Linked DNA regions of Ovis aries: region 2 is linked to region 1. A link is a contact called in public Hi-C data. All regions are on one chromosome and are shown on one strand. The core of a region is the stretch at or near the end of the contact, and the rest is flanking DNA. Distances in the headings are between cores, read along the strand shown.

Region 1 (2,722 bases), core at 94-2,593:
AAACGTTCCTTCCATCAAGATTCGGGACCCTCCCGTGATTAAAAGTTATCCTTTGTTCTCGATTACCTTGGGATGAACCTCGAATTTCTTAAGCGTGACACAAAGAATTTGACTCTTGAGGGGTTCTCCAAGCTCATGTGTCGCTTCTTCCCCCTTGAATTCTTTGTTCCAGCCAGATGACAGACACTACGGATGAACTCAGCTCTCCTTCCTTCTTGGGCACAAGTAGCACCCTTTCCTGGTACCCTGGCCGACTCCGACTTGTCCATCCCTCATTTCTTTCTTTTGTGTAATTCATATTTTTCAGGGTGGGTATATAGTTGGGATTCTCTAGTACATTTCCTTAAGAGGTTTGGTTTCGGTTTATGCTCTTTAATCTTTGTTTCCCAGAGTTTCTATAGAAATTGCTTAAATGGAGTAGGAGGGAGCTAGGGGCGAGCACAGAATGACCTTCCCCAGGGTTACAGATAAGTGAGATTAGGAGAGATATGACCTGTTGGGCGTTTGCAAAGGGACGGGTCCGCGGAGGCCAACCCACCCTTCGGAGGTTAACCCACCCTTCTGAGGTTAAAGTGCGGAATCTCAGAACCGGATGTTACCGCAATTTGCAGTTACTCTTGTAAGAGACTGCAGGCTGTACGGATGGGTCAAGAGGAAGCCTAAGGGCTTGTGTCACGTAAGATAAGGAGTGCTTGCGCTCCAGGCTCGAAAAAAGGAAGGCGAAATGTCATTTCTAGTGGGTTCCCTTCTATCCACTCCAAAAGGGACAGACGGTTGCTCTTAACAATCGCGCGCTCTAAGAAGAGCTGGGTAGTGGCCGTAAGCGAGTGTGAGTGTAAAGACACCATTTCCTCTCGCCCTTTGCGCACTAAGATGTCTACGTGGGGTCCGGGGGAGGCACAGTTCGCGGGACTCCGCGGCGTGCGAACCTCAGCCCCAGTTCCTCGCTGGCCCAGGCCTGGAGCGGGCTCTGCGAGATTTCGGAACCCAGCGCGAGTCCTCAGGGCGAGTTCCGGAGCGCAGAGGGTCCGCCTGGCGTGCCTGGCGGTCTGGCAACTGCGCCCACCTGGGCAGTCCCGTGCCCACCCGAGGCTCTCCGCAGAGAGCCCCGCCGGGCGGAGAGGCGCGACGGCTGGAGATGGCCTCTCGGCGCCCTCTGCGCGTCGGCATTCTTCGCCCGGCAGTCGGGGCGCCCTCAGCCGCGGCCCCGGGCGGAGGAGACGAGTTTCCGGGGCTCGCGTCCCGGCCGCCAGCCTGGGGAAGGAGCGCGGAAGCGAGTGGGCGGCGGGAGGCGGGGCGCGGGGCGCGGGGGGCGTGGACCGGCCGGCTTTGGAAAGGCCCCAAGTGAATGAGGCGCGCGCCGGCGGCAGAGCGCCTCTCCAAGCTGGGCTTTCCCCCGCGGCGCGGGCGCCAGGAGCCGCCTTTTCCGCTGGGTGTCACTCGGGGGTGGGGGATATGGCCCATTCAAAAGCGCCGCGAGGGGGCCCGGCCAGTGCCCTTCAGTGAGCGCTCGCAAGAGGACGGCGGAGCCCCGGCGGCTCGCAGCTCCGGGACCTTGTGGCGCATCAGGACGCGGCTGCCCTGCTGCCCGGACCCCGAGCCGCCGCCGCCGCCGCCGCCGCCCTGCTTTCTGCGCGTTAGCCTCCTCTGCGCGCTCCGGCCCGGAGGCCGCGGGAGCCGTTGGGGCGAGGACGGCGCGCGGCTGCTGCTGCTGCCCCCGACCCGGGCGGCTGGAAGCGGAGAGGCCGAGCCGAGCGGCGGCGCCCCCTATGCCGGGAGGATGTTGGAGAGCAGCGGCTGCAAGGCGCTGAAGGAGGGCGTGTTGGAGAAGCGCAGCGACGGGCTGCTGCAGCTCTGGAAGAAGAAGTGCTGCATCCTCACCGAGGAGGGGCTGCTGCTCATCCCACCCAAACAGCTGCAACACCACCAGCAGCAGCAGCAGCAGCAACAGCAGCCCGGGCAGGGTTCGGTCGAGCCGTCCCAACCCGGAGGCCCCGCCGTGGCCAGCCTCGAGCCGCCGGTCAAGCTCAAGGAATTGCACTTTTCCAACATGAAGACCGTGGACTGCGTGGAGCGCAAGGGCAAGTACATGTACTTCACCGTGGTGATGGCTGAGGGCAAGGAGATCGACTTTCGGTGCCCGCAGGACCAGGGCTGGAACGCCGAGATCACGTTGCAGATGGTGCAGTACAAGAATCGCCAGGCCATCCTGGCGGTCAAGTCCACGCGGCAGAAGCAACAGCACTTGGTCCAGCAACAGCCTCCGCAGCCGCAGCCGCTTCAGCCCCAAAGCCAAGCCCAGCCGCAGCCTCAGTCCCAAGCCCAGCCGCAGCCCCAACCCAAACCGCAGCCCCAGCCCAAACCCCAGGCTCAGCCGAAGCCGCAGCCGCAGCCGCTTCATCCGTACCCGCATTCGCACCCTCACCCGCACCCGCACCCGCACGCGCACCCACTACCGCACCCGCACCCACCGCCGCTCTCGCAGGCGCACGGCCACCGGCTCCTCCGCAGCACCTCCAACTCGGCCTGAAGAGGGCAGCACCCGGCCCGAACGCGGTAAGGTCGGCGCGGGTCCGGGGAGCGGCTCTGGGGGTGTCAGAGCCGGAAGCCTGCTCACGGGTTCGGCTCTTGGGTGGGCAAGGGAGCAATGAACCTGGGTTTCTGGGAGGTGGAGAGAAGGGCACAGGCTGCAGGCAGCAGAGGCCGGGCGGGGAGGGCAGGC
Region 2 (2,722 bases), core at 131-2,630, 250 kb before region 1:
TTTAACATATGCAGAATACATCATGAGAAACGCTGGGCTGGAAGAAGCACAAGCTGAAATCAAGATTGCTGGGAGAAATATCAATAACCTCAGATATGCAGATGACACCACCCTTATGGCAGAAAGTGAAGAGGAACTAAAAAGCCTCTTGATGAAAGTGAAAGAGGAGAGTGAAAAAGTTGGCTTAAAGCTCAACATTCAGAAAACGAAGATCATGGCATCTAGTCCCATCACTGCTGTCCTATACACAGGAGTAAAGGGTAGGGAAAATAGCCCCTCACTGTTCAACCTCAATGAAACATCTAAAAGGTAATTTTACTGACGTTGACCAAACTCATATATAGTTGTATAGTATTGGGTTGATCATTCTTTTTAACCTTACAAAATATCCCTTTCTTGTGGAAATAGTGGGTTCCTACCCTGGTGACACGTGACGGTAATTTGTTGAGTATGTTGTATTTGTTGAGTGCTTAGTACTTCTGACACACCATGCAAAAAAAAAAAAATCCCACAGCTTTGTAAGCACTGTCCACTGCCACCCTCAAAAGGTTTTTTACATATCACCATCTTTTCTTTTAAGATGAAAAAAGTGGAGACAGAGAATGTCACAGATATGTCAATGGCATAGCAAACCCAGGTAAATCTTAAGCCCATGCTCTTTACCATTTCATCCTTAAAAGAGAGGGGTATGTGTCTTAACGTACGAAACAGTATGTTCTTTCTGCTTAACAGTATTTTTTCTCCTGCCGTCGGATTGTGTGCAATAATCTTGAGTCATTGTTTTTAAAGCATACTATTGATTACCTATAAGTCCTCACATCTATCACCTCTGCTAAAGAAAAAGAAAATTGCGGTGGCGAGGATTTCATGTTGTTGATACTTAAGCCCAGGAAATGTGGCAAAGCCCCCTCAGAACGCATGAAGCCTACAGCTCGTGACCGTGGCCAGGCCCTCATCTGGCCTGCATCACGAAAGAAAACCGCTGGTGCAGAATGTGGACAGGATATGCACAAGTTCAAGGCAGAGGATTGGGAACGAATTTTTGACGGCAGTTGGAAACGAACCGAATTCTAGCCGCAGGGCCCATCCCTCCATTATCGTGCCGAGCTCCTGGGAAACGGAGGGTTCTGGTGGCAGCTGAGGCCTCCAGGAAAGGAATGAATTCACCTCGGGAGCTGGGGAAGGGCTTTCAGCTTCCTCTCCAGAGACAGCTCCAGAGAAGCCCCGACCTTTTTTCTACCTTCACGGACTTTTGGACCGCTAGCCCTACTGCCCGAACCGTGGGGCGGGACGGCAGACCCTCGCCCAACCAAGAAGCCTAGCTGCCAGGCTTCCGGTCTTCTACCCGCCCCTTCCGCTTCCGGCGGTACCCGCGCTCTATTCCTTCCTGGCAACCCTGGTTTTCTGCAAGCGGCGTGCGTAGGCTGCTGGAACCTGAAGGCCTATGGCCGCTGCGGGGTCTGTGACGGTGGCGTTGCATGTGGCGGAAGTGCTAGAAACCATCGTGAGCGGTTGCTTGGGGCCCGAAGGGCGGCAAGTTCTGTGTACCAAGCCCACTGGCGAGGTGCTGCTCAGCCGGGATGGAGGCCGCCTGTTGAAGGCGCTGCATTTAGAGCATCCCGTAGCCAGGTACCCGCGACGCACGCTCCAGCCCTTTAGAGCATCCTTTAATTAGGTACTCACGTCCCACACTCCAGATGGACACCTCCCGTCATCTCCCTGGACTTCTTGCCCGTAAGATTTTGCTTTTTGGGAAAACTGACCTCCCTCTCGCCCAGCAGAAAAAGCCCAGCCATTCTGCCAGTAGGAGCTATAGGTCCTATAGCCCCGAAGATGGTAAAAAGGTCGGGGCTTCTCGGGAGCTGTTTCTGGAGAAAACTGGCCTTGGATGACACCAGTGTACGCTCAGAGTTAGAGCACTGTCCCAGGGAACATTCCACAACTGAAAAGAGCATTTCGCCTTTCCTTCCAGCTCGACCCAACCCTAGAATCTTGAAATAGCACAAAGGTGGTTCTATTGTTTTTCCCTTTTAAATAACAGAAACCATTCAGCCTATATTTAAGTAAATTTTAAAAGGGAAAAAACTAAGTACATTAAGGAGATAGTATTCTCATTTTATAGATGTAAAAACATGCTTTCAACTTGATTTCAGATGTGGAAAGGCAGCCCTCTGAAAATCTGAGTTGCTTTCTTTCTTTCTTGTGCAGGGTGATGGTGGCCTGTGTTTCCAGTCATCTAAGAAAAACAGGAGATGGTGCTAAAACATTTATTATCTTTCTTTGCCATTTACTCAGAGGACTTCGTGAGATCACAGGCAAGGAAAAGGATTTTTTCCCTTTTGAAAATATTCAAACCTGTGGAAGGCATTGGAAAAATTGCTGTCAGTGGAAATTTATTTCCCAAGCTCTTCTAACATTTCAGACACAAATATTAGACTATGTTATGGACCATTACTTAAGTAGACACTTCTTGTCCATCTTTTCTTCAGGCACTAAAGAAAGAACATTGTGTAGGGGCTCTTTAGAGATGCTCTTAGGGGCATACTTTTGTGGAAGAGTGGGAAGAAATAATCACAACCTGATATCTCAGTTGATGTGTGACTATGTTTTCAAGTGTACAGCTTGTGAAAGTAGCTTTGAAGAAGTACTTGAGCTAGTGGATGACTGTTTTGTTGAGTTGAAAGTTGGTGTCACCGGCCTTCCTGTTTCCGATTCCAGGATC

Evidence for each region. A called contact is a pair of places that touch in the nucleus more often than the background predicts.
Region 2: a contact with region 1 is called in a Hi-C map of muscle, with 2.7 times the contacts expected there. The contact joins the promoter of BBS10 here to the promoter of PHLDA1 in region 1. A contact is called at or near these places in 2 of 16 Hi-C or Micro-C datasets (hypothalamus and muscle).

Annotation. Positions count from the first base shown.
Region 1 is chr3:112,066,019-112,068,740 of ARS-UI_Ramb_v3.0, reverse strand. It overlaps PHLDA1 (pleckstrin homology like domain family A member 1), which reads left to right and starts at 1,343. Exons shown (of 2, transcript XM_012173944.4): 1 at 1,343-2,556. The coding sequence starts at 1,349. The coding sequence ends at 2,530.
Region 2 is chr3:112,314,952-112,317,673 of ARS-UI_Ramb_v3.0, reverse strand. It overlaps BBS10 (Bardet-Biedl syndrome 10), which reads left to right and starts at 1,380. Exons shown (of 3, transcript XM_060412464.1): 1 at 1,380-1,629; 2 at 2,209-2,315. The coding sequence starts at 1,445.